3 separate regions of the Mus musculus genome follow, and regions 1 and 2 are each linked to region 3. The links are chromatin contacts, called in public Hi-C and HiChIP or PLAC-seq maps. All regions are on one chromosome and are shown on one strand. The core of a region is the stretch at or near the end of the contact, and the rest is flanking DNA. Distances in the headings are between cores, read along the strand shown.

Evidence for each region. Hi-C and Micro-C count contacts between places; a contact is called where the count stands out from the background. HiChIP or PLAC-seq counts read pairs in DNA pulled down with a chosen protein or histone mark.
Region 1: a contact with region 3 is called in an H3K27ac HiChIP or PLAC-seq map of double positive thymocytes, with 5 read pairs. The contact joins two enhancer-like sites. A contact is called at or near these places in 4 of 39 promoter capture datasets (the 3T3-L1 cell line, hippocampal neurons, pre-B cells and 1 more), 1 of 15 datasets of contacts at CTCF or cohesin (embryonic stem cells), 14 of 484 Hi-C or Micro-C datasets (the HL-1 cell line, brown adipocytes, double positive thymocytes and 9 more), 18 of 115 datasets of contacts at active chromatin or transcription factors (double positive thymocytes, embryonic basal ganglia, embryonic fibroblasts and 10 more) and 1 of 9 other capture datasets (pancreatic islet).
Region 2: a Hi-C map of double positive thymocytes shows a contact between it and region 3, with 1.6 times the contacts expected there. The contact joins two enhancer-like sites. A contact is called at or near these places in 3 of 484 Hi-C or Micro-C datasets (double positive thymocytes and nephron progenitors) and 2 of 115 datasets of contacts at active chromatin or transcription factors (double positive thymocytes and thymocytes).

Annotation. Positions count from the first base shown.
Region 1 is chr11:68,404,376-68,408,979 of GRCm38.p6, reverse strand. It overlaps Gm31954 (a long non-coding RNA gene), which reads right to left. Exons shown (of 4, transcript XR_879961.3): 3 at 3,149-3,272; 4 at 2,406-3,054. Among named protein-coding and RNA genes, the nearest start is that of Gm31954, 7.3 kb to the right of the region's middle. Within about 2 kb of position 1,534, at least 23 of the 459 cell types and tissues checked have an H3K27ac peak or open chromatin away from gene starts, as enhancers often do. A contact at or near this core is called in double positive thymocytes, where this site is marked.
Region 2 is chr11:68,123,655-68,128,678 of GRCm38.p6, reverse strand. All of the region lies in intron 7 of Stx8 (syntaxin 8), which reads right to left. Among named protein-coding and RNA genes, the nearest start is that of Mir6406, 95 kb to the left of the region's middle. Within about 2 kb of position 2,383, at least 23 of the 459 cell types and tissues checked have an H3K27ac peak or open chromatin away from gene starts, as enhancers often do. A contact at or near this core is called in double positive thymocytes, where this site is marked.
Region 3 is chr11:68,269,630-68,274,200 of GRCm38.p6, reverse strand. The region is part of intron 3 of Ntn1 (netrin 1); the gene reads left to right. Among named protein-coding and RNA genes, the nearest start is that of Mir6406, 51 kb to the right of the region's middle. Within about 2 kb of position 2,875, at least 33 of the 459 cell types and tissues checked have an H3K27ac peak or open chromatin away from gene starts, as enhancers often do. A contact at or near this core is called in double positive thymocytes, where this site is marked.

The DNA of each region.
Region 1 (4,604 bases), core at 285-2,784, 140 kb before region 3:
TAGCCAGCAGGATGTGGAGAACCACAGACAACAGAACTTCAGACTAAGGCAAGGAGTGGTGGTGAGCTCCAACTTTCACTCTCCCTGATCTTCGCTGGCCTGAATTCCTCAACTGGCCTCAAGCTCGGGAAACCGAGTACTGGGATTACAGCCATCACACACAGTACACTTCTTTATTAACGTATTTAATTACATGCTGGAATGACATCTCTGGTAGCCAGTAGTAACAGATATACATGACACTTCCTGTTGTTTCCAACCAATGTTATACGATATTTCTTTAAAATATGCTGACTTACTGGGGGGGGGGGCAAAAAAATCACAAGTAGTGTTTTTGTCTAATGAATAATAATTACCATAATAATCATTCAAGGACGTGTTAAATTTCAGTTGGAGAGGCCAGATCTAGTTGTGCACTCGGGAGGCAGAGGCAGGCACATCTCTGAGTTCAAGACTAGCCTGATCTACAGAGCAATGTCCCGGACAGCCAGATCTACACAGAAAAACCCTGCCTTGAAAAAAACCAAACAAAACATTTCAATTGGAGCTGAGTGAAAATATCACCTAAGTAAGGCACAGAAACCTGCAGTGTAAATAGAGACAGCCCCCACTAGAGGGTGCTAGTGTTGTAGAAAGAGGAGTGTCTGACTGACCTCAGCTGTCACAGCTCCAGGCCACCATCTCTTCCCTTAACCCAACCTCCAGGCCTTCCCAGGCCATCTCTTCCCTTCCACCTACCTCCAGGCTTGTCCATGCACACTGTGCTCTTAAGAGTGGAAGATTCAACTTTGCTGTACTAACAGGTCTGACTTTCAGCCCGCTGGGCTAACCAGAAAACAAAAGAACACACAAGATTCTGGTTCTGAGCCGAAGCTGTGTCCCACATCTTTGATGGTTTGATGGACAGCCAAGTCTCAGAGGGTGACCTCTGATGAAATCTGAGGAGGGCCACTAGCCTTCTGGAAAGTTCTTTCCACTATGTTTGGGAACATGTCACCAGGGTCAATGGTGGGCGAGTCGCTTCCACCTTGAATGTGTGGATGTGACAGTCAGAGCGGCTGAACTCTATGTAGAGTCCTCTCAAAGGGGGGCTGGGAATAATTCCCACCTGGGGCTGAGCACAGCAGTAGTGCTCTTCATCCCCAAATGCAGAGTGAGCCCAGGTCAGTTCCTCCATCGCCATTTCCCCTCCTACGTGCAGCTTTGAAAGCACTTGAGAGGCAGTGTGATAGGGTGGCCATAACCACACCCCTAAGCCTGGGGGGGGGGGCAGCGCTTCCCTATCAGGTGAGAGCCATGGGGCTGTGTTTCAGCAGCCTCCACAAAAGCAGAGCCTAGACAAGCTCTGTTAAGAAACCCAGCCTTGCCACCTCCTTAATGCAACATCAGCAAGTCGTGGAACCTCTATGTCTGAAGTGGAGAGAGGGGCAGCCCTGACCTTATGAAGTTGTTATATTGACATGACTCAAAGAACACAGTGCACTCCAAAGACGGCCCAGCCTACAGGAAGTACCAATGAGGAGCTGCCCGCCGCTGACAACTGTCAGCACGGTTTAAGACAATGAGACAATGCTGACACCATTCTTGCCCTCGTGCTTCCTCTCTCATGACTCTGAGAAGTTAGCCTCTTTCTCTTTCTTAAAGAGACTGTTCTCTGGCTCAGGACGTAGCTCAGTGGAAGGCTATTTACCCAGTATGCATCAAGCCCTGGTCCCATCACGGGCACAACAACCGCATCCATCACAGCTGACAAAGAAAACACCTTTTTGAGCCCACTGCTGTCCTTCCAGGCTCTACAGGTATGGCGGGAGAGTGACTTTGTCTTTTTACATTCACCTAACATGGTGTTACCATTGACACTGGTGACTTCCTATCTTTGTGGAGGAGCTCTGCCAGAGGGCTGAGCATCTAGGCCTGAAGTCAGATGCCCTGTATCCAAATGGTGACTCTGATGCTTTGTAGCATTGTGACTTCAGGGTGACTTGATCCCCTTTTGACTCAGTTTTCTCATTTCTGAAATGAGACATTAGAAGCACTGTACTACTCTAGCTCTTAGAACAGGCTGGACACATAGCCAGTGATCAATATGTGCTAACTGCTACACTGGCTTCTTGACCACCCCAGGCTGCCCCAGGGTCATAGCCTTTACCTGCCCTGTCCCTGCCAAGGAAAACCTCTACTCTCCTACCTGACTAATACCTTCCCCAACCTCAAGTTTCAACATAAGTATCTATTCTCCAGTTGTGCCCAGAGTCTCAGCCCCTAGAGTCTCTGTACATCTTTTTTTTAAGGTTTATATTTACTTTTATCTTCTATGTATGTATGAGTGCCCCCTGTGTATGTATGCATACCATTTGTGTGCCTGGTGGTCACAGAGGCCAGAAGAGGCCATTCAGTCCCCTGAAACTGGAGGTATAGGAGGTTGTGAGTCACCATGTGGGTGCTGGGAACAGAATCCCAGTCCTGTACATGAGTATCAAGTGCCTTCTACTGTTGAGCTATCTCTCCAGCCTCATCTCTTAACTTGTATTGCTTATCTGCATAGCGGTCACACAGACACATATGCTGTTGTTTATTAAATATTTGTCTTCCCCACTAAGCTTAGAGCCTGATGAGTCCACAGCTGTGTCTGCCCAGTTCCGTGTCCTTGAAGGCTGACATGCCAAAGGAGTCCATAAATGTCTGCACACTAAATAAACCACGCAGGCTTCCAAACGGCTAGTGCATGTGGGTGGATGCCAGGGCGGGAAACATCTGAAGCTGAGGCTTGAATGGCAGCGATGGGGAGTCTGGAGAGTCACGGTCACAGTTTTCCAATCCCTTCACTTGTTGATGGACTCTGGTCCCTTGGCTGCCCTTTTATAGATCAGAGGGTCTAGGAGAGAATTCTTGAACACATCTGACTCCTTGCTCTGGGTGACCAGATGGCCCAGGGATGTCAACTGGCCAACGTGATGGAATGCGTGGTGAGGAGGATGGGAGACACTCCAGTCTTCGTCTTCTAGCACAGTTAAATTCCAGGAATACCAGCGAGGGGATCAGGCCATGTCATACCTGCCTTGCAAGACAAACAAGCCACAGGTTGAGGGAGGGGGTGGGCAGGGATATGCCACAACTGCATGAGAAAGGAAGGGCCAGATGTACAAACCGGAAAATGCCTCGATGCAGGTGGAGTTGAATACAGTGAACTGAGCTCTATGAACAAGCCCATGCCTGCCAGCCAGCATGTCAGAGCCTTGTCCGGAGGAGCTCTGGGCTCACTAGGTTCACTCCTGAAAAGACACGGCAAGAATGGCTTGTGATTGACATACCGCGCAGGTAGAACGCAGGTAATTCTCCCAGGCCAGGGCCCTGGCTCTAGTTGCTAAAATCAGGATTATGTCTGTGCTGATTTACTTCTCAGCTGGGTTTTGCTAAAAAGCCTCCAGGAGGCCACCAGACTGTGGGTAAGATTGACAAGAAAGGCCAGCCTCCTTTGGGTCTCCCTTCCTGGACAAAGGGCAAACACGAGGGAATACATTCAGAGAAAGAGGTCCTCCTTCTTCTGGAACCCTCTTTGAGTGCCAACTCTAGCCCCAAACAAGTGTGTTTGTGAAGGCTAGAAAGAAACTAAATGCCATTTACAAGTTCTGCTCCGAGTAGAGCAAATGCCAACCTTGCTAGGAACGCCCGAGCAATTTGGAGCCTGAAGTGCTAGTGCCCAACCGAGAGCCCATTGTTCAATTGGAAATTTGTGGGGAAGTGATTTTGGCTGCCACAGTATTGAGAGTAGGGGTCACCATGTCTATTTAGTAGCCAGGGACAGTAAGTGCCAGGTTCCTACAGTCCATGGTATGTAGGACAGTCATGCACAACAGAGCTATTTTCCTGTATCTTTCTAAATACTACACTAAACATCATGGAGATAAAAAAGAAAAAAATCATTGGTAGGCAAAGGTCAACCTTACCTTGTCTTAGAATACACATTTATTTTTATTTGACCAAACACTGTGGCCACTTTGAAAAATCATATTGCTTATGGCAATGCTACTCAAGGGGTTTAGATCACATCTCTACCAGTCATTGTTACTGTGGTCTCCCTGGTCATCCCACACACAGATGAAAGTATTTACCCACTCTATTATGATATCTTGTGTTCTTATGCCCAGGCACTTACATAAGCTTTCACTGTGTGTGGCTTTTTCTCATGCCCTTAGTAAGATATTTTAGTTGATATGGAAGAGGAAGTTAGGTATGTTGGAAGGCTATATCATCTATAAATTTTATTTGAGGATGATCAGGGGGTGTCATAACTATTTATAAAATGAAAGGTAACTGTGGGAGACCTCGGATGTGGGTGGCAGCACCATGCTTGGGTGATAATACAAAGCAGTCAGGGTGCTGAGCTCTGCCCAGGCTGTAAGCCTGTGATCTGTAGACTGGTTTTCTCTGCATTAAACACAACTTTTCCCCCAGCTAATGGCATAATTGCTGTGTTATAGGTGATGCTGCCATATATAACTTACAGATGACCCACAGCTACAGCACTGGAGAATCACCCACATCATTTACCAAAGCACACAGTTTACAGTGCTGGACCTCCGGGGGCCATCTTTGTTGCCCGA
Region 2 (5,024 bases), core at 1,134-3,633, 150 kb after region 3:
TGAATTGATGGAGATATGGAATTTTGGATGCATTTCTTAAAAATCAACATAAAGCTGGGCAATGGTGGCGCACGCCTTTAATCCCAGCACTTGGAGGCAGAGGCAGGCAGATTTCTGAGTTCGAGGCCAGCCTGGTCTTCCTAGTGAATTCCAGGACAGCCAGAGCTACACAGATAAACCACCCTGTCTTGAACCCCCCCCCCCCAAGAAAAAAAAACCCAATATAAATATAATACACATAGTGTACAGTTCTAGGGTTTTAACGCAGGGTCTCAGTCAAGCCAGGCAGGCATTCTGCCCCAGAGCTCTACCCCAAGCCTAGCATCATTCCTTTTCTTCCACCAACTGCTCTGAAAGACCAATGGGTTTTCAGGATTGTAGATTTGTTTTGCTTTTTGTTTTCCTAGGGTTATTAATTGCCTCACTCTTGCGGTTCTTTGGATTCACTCTTCCTTACCCTCCCAGTCTCCCACAGCCTTTAGTGAAATGTTTCACACAGGAGAGCACACTGATCTACTCCCCCGCCATCCTTTCGTTGTTTTGTTTTGTTCTGTTCTGAGACAGGGTCTCACTTAGCTCTGGCTGATTTTGAAGTCCCGAGCTTCCTGCCTCCATCTCCTGAGTGCTGGGCTTACAGGCAGGAGCTGCTGTACCTAGCTCTGCCAGTGCTAATCTTGCCTGGCTCACCTCTGTCTGCTGTACAGTCTCCCACTGTGATCATCTTGGAGTTAGTTCTATTTCTTCCTCCAGTTTCCTGGCACCCCGGGTCTTTCTAGGGTTACTTCCTTATTAGGGAAAATGCACTTGCCAGTTGCTTCCTAAATATTCCATGGTTGCCCAGTGTTTCTGCTGAGATGCTGGTATCAGATCCTTTGATAAGAGATGATCTGCCGGGTGTGGTGGCGCACGCCTTTAATCCCAGCACTCTGGAGGCAGAGGCAGGCAGATTTCTGAGTTCAAGGCCAGCCTGGTCTACAAAGTGAGTACCAGGACAGCCAGGGCTACACAGAGAAACCCTGTCTCAAAAAACCAAAAAAAAGAGATGATCCCCTAGACCTACCCGGGAAGCCCGTAGGGAACTGATCAGGCTACGGGGTGCAAGTTTTTTGTTGCTGCTATTTTGTAGGATTTCACTATATTGCCCAGGCTAGCCTCAAATCTTTTCTATACTTTATTTAGTGTGTGTGTGTGTGTGTGTGTGTGTGTGCATATCCTCACCCTTGCACTTGTGCATGCCACACTGCACATGTGTAGGTCAGAAGACAGCTTGTGGGTCTGGCTCTCTCCTTCCACTACGTGGGTCCTGGCGGTTGTCAGGCTTGGTGGTAGACACCTTAACCAATGATTCTTCTCACTGGCACATGGACTCAAACTCTTGATCCTGTGATTGGGGGTGTTCATTGCAGCACAAGGTTCAAGAACCTCTTAACCTTATTTCTTAAACTAGTTGCTAAATGAACTCTCTCTATATACGGTCACTCCCGCCCTTAGTTCTTGAGTCATTTCTTGATTATTCCTTGGACAAGGTCCTCACTCCTGGTTTTTTATTGTAAGATTGTTTGGGTCTTGTATTGACCAACTAATTTTTGTATATCCTCTCTTGTCTTTTAATTTTACTCAATGGAGCATTTCTTCAGGTTTATGTTCCAATCTGTGAAATTGCAGGGAGTTGGCCGGAGGCTCTTTCTATTTATGGTTTTCCACATTTTTTTTTCTCCCCCACAAACAAAAAGACAGGAAATAACTGATGTATGGAAGCCAATCTATTTGTAAGTCACTAAGTTCAACACCTGTACCTTGCTGGGATCTGCAGTTATTTAAAGTTTCAGTGGCAGGTCCATTTGGCAGCAGTGGAAATGGTGTCATTTCTACGATTAGTTCAAGGTGACAATACTGCTTGCTCTGTTAGAGACTGTCTGATCTTGAAGTTTTCTTTTGTTCTTTCTTTCTTTCTTTCTTTCTTTCTTTCTTTCTCTCTCTCTCTCTTTCTTTTTTGTTTTTGTTTTTGTTTTTGTTTTTCAAGACAGGGTTTCTCTGAGTAGCCCTGGCTGTCCTGGAATTTACTCTGTAGACCAGGCTGGCCTCGAACTCAGAAATCCGCCTGCCTCTGCCTCCAAGTGCTGGGATTAAAGGTGTGCGCCATCACCATCCGGCTCCTTGAAGTTTTCTCAAACTTAATAGTCCTTGGCATGATTTGGGTCCTTTAGGATATGACATGGCATCTTTTCCTAGTGTTCAACAGCTCCGTGAAGAACCTATAACTAAGAAAGGAATATCGAAGACCAGCCAGCAGATGGGGTTCTGTAATACTCTACAGAGCGTCCCCACCAGCTCACATCCGGTGTCTGTGTGTCAGGTGTTGCCCAGGGCCTCCCTGCTCAGCACCTGCCCTTCACTCTGCTCCTCACACTGGGGCTTGATTCTGCAACTTGCCCCTGCAGGCTCCCTGACAGCTGGCACAGAGGAAGAGGAAACTGTTCGGCATTTCTCTGTCTGTTTCTATCGGGTAGCCCTGCAGGCTGGCTAAGCCCCCAAGAGTGCAGCTGCGGAGGTAAAGCGTGGGTCTAGGAGCCCATCTGCAGCGGAGGCAGTTCTGTCTGGACAGCCTCCAGGGAGGACCACAGGATGGCTGCCCTTCCTCCTCAACGTGGCAGCCGCTTCACGGAAGAGACTCATATGGGGGAGACTTTACCTTTCCCCTCCCACTCTCTCATTTAGGAATATATATATATGAATATATATATATGAATATATATATATGAATATATATATATATGAATATATATATATATATATATATATATGCAACAACAATTTAAAAAACAGAGGCCTTGAATTTGAGAGAGAGAGAGAGAGAGAGAACAAGCAAGTGGGGAGGTGCACGGAAAAGGGTTGAGGAAGAAAAGAAAGGGGGAAATTGATATAATCATGTTTTAATTTTGAAAATTAAAAATAAAGAAAACAGTTTTGACACTGCCAGGATTACCAAAAACACACCTCTCTCTCTGATAAGATACCACTGAGTTGGCTCTTTAGGTCATTAATTTTGCTGAACTGCACAGTTATGCTATGTTACTAGGTATTAACTCACCAACTAAACGGAAAGATGGGCATGATGCCCCATCTCCAAAAGGCAATGAGGCAGGAGGATCTCAAATTTAAGACTAGATAGTGCTATATAGCAAAACTTTCCTTCAGACACACTTGCACACAGTCGTTTTCAAAAGTAAGCTACAGAGTGTGCCATAAAGATATACAGGAAGGCTTTTCAGGTGTACTTGTGGGGACTATTCCTGTGGTTATATCCTACGGTATACTTCCAGATGGCTCCATGTTCTGCAACCCATCAGGGAGAGAAATTGGCTGTCTGGGACAGACAAAACAAACCAGGGAATAGTAGCGTTTTATGGGTGTTGGCTGGGAGGGTGGGATGGAGCTCAAGTGTGAGGCCTTCCAGACATGTAATCTTGACCGAGTTGATGGACAAAGAGAGGTGGTGAAGACAGAACAGCGAAAACACAGGAAATGGAGGGGGAACTAGGAAGAGAAGAAAGGGGAGCATAGAGAAACCATGGAAGGGCTCCTCCCCCCAGAGATGGAGATGTGGTCTGGGGATGAGCAATGCTGCCTACATCAGGTTAGCTCATGTGGTCTAATCCAGGGCTCACCAAACTGGTTCCCTAGGGGCTACTAGTGCTTCAGGGCTGTTGGCTCAGGGAAACCTGGCTAGGCTTGTGTCCAGCATGCTCACACGGGAACTTGGGCTCCTAATTTTCAACATGAATATGAGTAAAATAAGACATTACCATTTTTGAAAGTCATGACCCTTGAAGTAAACACGTTGGTTCTGAAAAGGAAAGTTGGACTGATACCCTCAAATCTCCAAGCAGAAATTCATCAAAGACTCCTTATTTCCTATTGTCCTCAGGAGCTGGACAGGTTTCCCACAGGTAACAAAGCCAGATATGTGACTGGGCTTCTTTGACATAAATGTTAGAAATAGAATTTGAAAAACTATTGGATCCATTTTGAGTGATGCTACTAGTAAAATCAGTAAGTTACCCTGCCTCTTTCAGACACACATACACACACACACACACACACACACACACACACACACACACCTACCTCTTTAACAAGCTTACTCTGTTTGTTCTAACCAAGTAATGCTCAGGTTCACAAGGATCAGAGGAAGTGGCTCCTGCAGTTGACTATCCTATCCTCCAGATAGAATATTGTATTATAGGCACTTTCTGTTTTACAAACTGTTTATAAATATGGCTTTTTTGTTTTGTTTTGTTTGTTTGTTTGTTTGTTTGTTTCGAGACAGGGTTTCTCTGTGTAGCCCTGGCTGTCCTGGAACTCACTCTGTAGACCAGGCTGGCCTCAAACTCAGAGATCCACCTGCCTCTGCCTCCCAAGTGCTGGGAATAAAGGCGTGTGCCCCCACTGCCTGGTGCTTTGTTTGGTTTTAGTATTTACAGCCCCAGAGCCCACCCCCCTCTTTGTTTTCCTCATGAAAAATTTGCCAGGCTAGCAAGATGGCTCAGCAGGCAAAACAAGGCTTTGCAATCTTGAGACCTGAGTTCAATCCCTGATATCCTGACTAGGATTGTGTGCCTCACAATTAATCGCATGTAATTCCAGTTCCAGAAGATCTGACACCCTTTTCTGGGCACCAGCATGTATGTGCCACACACTTACGTATATGTAAAAAGTGAAAATAAAAGAAAACAAGCCAAGGGTGAAGGCTCCCAGATTGATTTTACATTTTTCTTTCTCCTTGCAGCTATTATTGGCTCAGCAAAAACCCTTCTGTGCTTCATAGTATGACCTGCGTAAAGAAGATATCCACAAAGGAAGAAGACAGTGGCTCCTATAGTTGTCTTCTGACCTCCAATATGCCGACATGGTCACCCTATTGCTGAAGAAACCACATATTTTTGTTCTGGGGCTTGGAAAGATCAGTTGGTACTGGCCTGGAAGTCTCCTCTCTGGTGGCTAGCTTCATAGCATCAGAAGAC
Region 3 (4,571 bases), core at 1,626-4,125:
CGTGCCTCCATTGATAACAATATTAATTTATCATTTTCCCCGAACCATCTGTGATGGATAAAGACATTCCAGGAGGCTCCCGTGAACCGAATTGTGATGAGAATTAAGAAATTAACCACCACATCCAGCTTCCCCATCACAAAGGACCCTCGTTCCATGTCACTGAGCAGCGGCCTGGTCTTCCCGCTCACTGCCCTGCCCCCTTTTCTCTTCTTCACTGAATGTGGCTGAAAGAAGGCTGCTAAGACGTGCATGCGTGTGTGCGCAGTGCGGAGCCTTAGAAAGATGCAATCATTAGTGGGACCAGCCCTGCCCTGCAATCTTGACCGCTCCCATCAACTTTTCTTCCTGCAGCTCTGCCAAGGGTTGGTGGGAGGGGGAGAAGTGAGAACCCCAGTCCAGCTCCCTCTGGCTTCTTGGGGTCACTATATGGAACTGTCTCCCTGGCCCCTCTCCACCCTTGGTTATTTTTCCTTTGGATTTTTTTTTCTTTCCCTTCCTGGCATCATAGGCATCTTTTTTACCCAACTTGTCACTCTTGGTTACATGTGAGGATTACCTGGGATGGTGTAAAATGCCACTTGGGCCCCACCCCAGGGATTCTGGTTTCATTAATGGGTCCATATGAGGTGGAGACAAGCTGGCCTGGGAAAGCTCTCTCCAAGGCTGAGAACTGCCAGGGCAGGGGTTGGTCTATAGGAGATAAAGGTGGCAGGGTGCTCTTGCCTTGGATCCAGGACATCCCCAGGGGAGACCTAGTTTATTCCATTGAGGGGAGAGATTACTAATTGGTGAATTCAGATGTTTTAAAGACTGTTTCGACGAACACTTGGAGGGGGCACGTAAAGGTCTTTTAATTTTAAATCTTGCCGGGTGAGACATGTGTGTCATTTGTGTGTCACTTGTGCATCTGTGTACTTAGACCTGGCCAACTGAGTCTCAGCAGAGCTAAGTCCCTCCCACACCGCTCTTTGATTTCATGGCAGTGTCCACTCACCCTAGCAAAGTATTAGGTGTCTATTCTCCCCCTTTCTGGGTCCCTCATGACAGTTCCATGTTCCATAATTTGGGTGGTCCGGGGAGAAGAACTTTTACCCTCGGAGTCAAGAAGATAATCGGTGCCTCTCGCTTAAGGCATGAAGGTCCCTATCCACAAAGTGGCCTCCACTTTGCAAGGAGTGAAAGAGGCAGCTCAGATCCTGCAGCCAGAAGAGAAACTGCAGGAAGAGCGTACCTCAGCATGGTACCTCATGTATACAGTCCACAGGGCATCGGGCTAATCTCATGGCACCTTAAATCTCAGTCATCTTACCTGTGGAATTCTCTTCAGGCTTCTGGTCACTGAGTCCCTTTCAGCTTTGACATTCCACATTCTACCTGTCATTCTTTAGGACTCAAACATCTTACCTCTCCTTGATTCAACGGGGGTCATTCTTTATAGCAGTGTGTTTGTGATTAGGAAGAGCCAGGAAATACGGAAGGGTGGTTTTGTTCAGAGGTCAGGACAGATGACAAGTGTCCTTGATCCTGTGACTCACACTCATCCCGTGCAGTATACCATGGGGAAACCGTATCCCTCAGCCTAGCACTGGTGTGCACTCCCTAAAAATCTTTGCTAGCCATCTCTACCCCGCTGGGTGTGAGTGTCCCTATCCTTCTGCCTTCTCTCATTCCTAGACTCTACACAGACATTCCAGGGGTTCTCGGTGCTTGACCAGAAAAGACCCTGATCTTTGAGTTCCCCAAGTTCTTGGTGCTTCTGGGCATGGCAGTCAGAGCGCTGAAGATATTGACTTGGCAGACAGTCTTTCCTTGGGGTTTCTGCTACAGAACATCAGGTGGACCTCGTGTCCAGCCTCCAGGTCAGGGCTCAGGTTTCACTTCTGGGTGAGGCGTGTTTCACAGCCTCAGCTTTCCTGGCTGGAGATGGGCAGAAGGATCGATCCATTCTTCCTCTTAGATTGTATACGTTAAGGAGAGCAGAGACACCAGAGTCCTCACAGCATCAGTAGGCATACAAAGCAGCCCTTTTGCTATTTGTTTTCTGTCCTTATTTATTTTGATGACCCAATGGGTTTCATTAGGGCTGCTTATATGGTCCAGTATGAGGGGTATTTACAGGGGCCTAGGGTCCTTACCAATGGCTATACTGCTGAAGAAAACTTCTTTCTCCCTTCCCCAATGACTATTAATTATTTAAAGCTACTCAGGGAGGGGTGATGCCTTGTGAGCCCCTCCCCTTAGTTACCAAATTTGCCTGCATGTCTTAGGAGGGGTGTGTCCAGGGATACCCTGACTTCTCCCAATGACGGAATGTTGACAGGCCCAGTTTTGGGTTTCGAGCCATAAATCACAACCGTTGTGGCATCAAAAGTGCAATATCAATGTCACATTCTAAAGACCGTGTTCTGTCCTCCCTTGCTCTTACATTCTCTCTGCTCCATCTCTGATGGAGATCCCTGAGTCACCGAAAGGGTGAGAGAGCAGTCCCATCCACGGCTGAGGACTTAACAGTTCTTATTCTCAGCAGTAAGGCCAGATAGGAGTCTCTGCAGTCCTCACTGCCAGCTGCAAAAAAACGATCCTCTCTCACTGAAGCTCGCTAATCTATGGGTACAAATATAATTATTTAGGTGGTAATTTGACAGGCATGTCCTATCCATTTAGGCTTGCCCTGCTCTTGGTGTGGCCTAGCTCTTTGGTAACTAGCCTCTCGGCCAGAGGGCTCAGCCCCAGTGTAGACTCTATGGCCGATTCCCACAGGGCTGGACAGGGTCCTAAGGGTGTGCCCTGGTACTGTGGTTGCACACTGCCTGTAAAGGATTTGCACGCTTCGGAAGCACAGATGATGAATAAGCCCAGCGGCAGGATGTGCCCAGCAGCTGCTTGTGGAGGCTCAGCGCAAAGGTGGGGACAGCTGCAGACAGCCAAACACAGTGTGGAAAGTGCCACTTGGAAGACGAGGCTGCATCTGAGGGCTGCCTGCCTGACCACACTCCAGCGTGCAGTCCACCAAAGCCTGGCCTGATCCTCACCAGACTGCTTGTAGCTGTCCTAGGTCAAGTGCCCGGGCTGGACCTTTCTTCCCATCTGCCGTCCTCTCAGTCCAAGCCTGTGTGCGCCCTTGCAGAAACAGTGGCACTCTGGGAACATGCTAAGGACCTGTGTTTTTCTCCTCAACTGTAGAACAGGTGCAGGAAGACGACTGTTCGCTAGATCACAGCGGGTCACAATAATCCAGTTTAGAATTATGGGCTCCCCTCCCCGTGCACTTCCTGCCGTCTGCACCTTGATCTGAAAGTGTCAGCGAAAAAGCAAGGCCATCCGCCCTAAAACACTGACTCCTCAGTGCCTTGTTAGCAACTGTCGTGGGGAGAGGAAAGCCTGGCTTGAAGGAGGTTGACACAGACAGCTGAAATGAAGACTGGGGATTACTGGAGATCTCCACCATCGGCCCCCATGCCCCATTAGCATGGAGTGTGTGGCCTTTGAGCTTGCTGTGACCCAGGATGTGAGGGGATTGCCATTCCCATCCCCTGCCTCATTCTGCCCTCCAGATGCACAGGACGGATGAAATGGCCTCTCCCCAGAGGAGAAGGCAGCGGCTTGGCCCTGAAATGAAAAAGAGAAAAAGAAGCTAATTGTGAGGTGAGATGAGGTGAGTTATATGGAAGAAATAAACAGTTGGAAGAGAAAGTCAGTGAAGGGAAGCTTTCTATGAGCCCCTGGGGTGGGGTACTTAGAAGGAACTGGGGTGTGAGGAGAAAGCAGAGAGAGACCAGTAGTGCAGGCAGCCCCAAAGTCATGAGGCAGCTGAGTGCCTGGTGGGCCCTTGGTCAAGAGGAAGGGAGAGAATGTGAGGCAAGGCCGCCTTACCAGCATCTGGCAGGTCCTATCCCCAAAGCCTGGGAAGCTAACGCAAAATCAAGGACTAAAGTAAAGAGGGGGATATTGGCAGTCACAGAAGCTCCTTCTGCCTCTGGGAGGGTGCTCCCCCCCTTTCTTCCCACCATGGCATTCCCCTGCACTGGGGCATTGAACACCCTCAGGCCCAAGGGCCTCTCCTCCCACTGATGTCGAACAAGGCCATCCTCAGCCATATATACAGCTGGTGCCAGGGGTCCCTCCATGTGTACTCTCTGGTTGGTGGTCCAGTCCCCAGGAGCTCCAGGGAGTCTGGCCAGTTGACATTGTTGCTCCCTCTATGGGGCTGCAACCCTCCTCAGTTCCTTCAGTCTCTTCTCCAACTCCTTCCTCGGGGATCCTCGCTCAGTCCAATGGTTGGCTGCCAGCATCCGCCTTTGTATTTGTCAGGCTCAGGACACAGCAGTAACAGGCTTATGTCAGCAAGCACATCCACAATAGCATCTGGGTTTGGTGACTGAATATGGGATGGAGCCCCAGGTGGGGCAGTCTCTGGATGGCCTTTCCTTAGTCTCTGCACCATACTTTGTCTCCATATTTCCTCCTGTGAGTATTTTGTTTCCCCTTCTAAGAAGCACTGAAGCATCCACACTTTGTAAGGCAAGCCACAGTGGAGAAACCGTACTCACATGTTCCGTATCCCATCA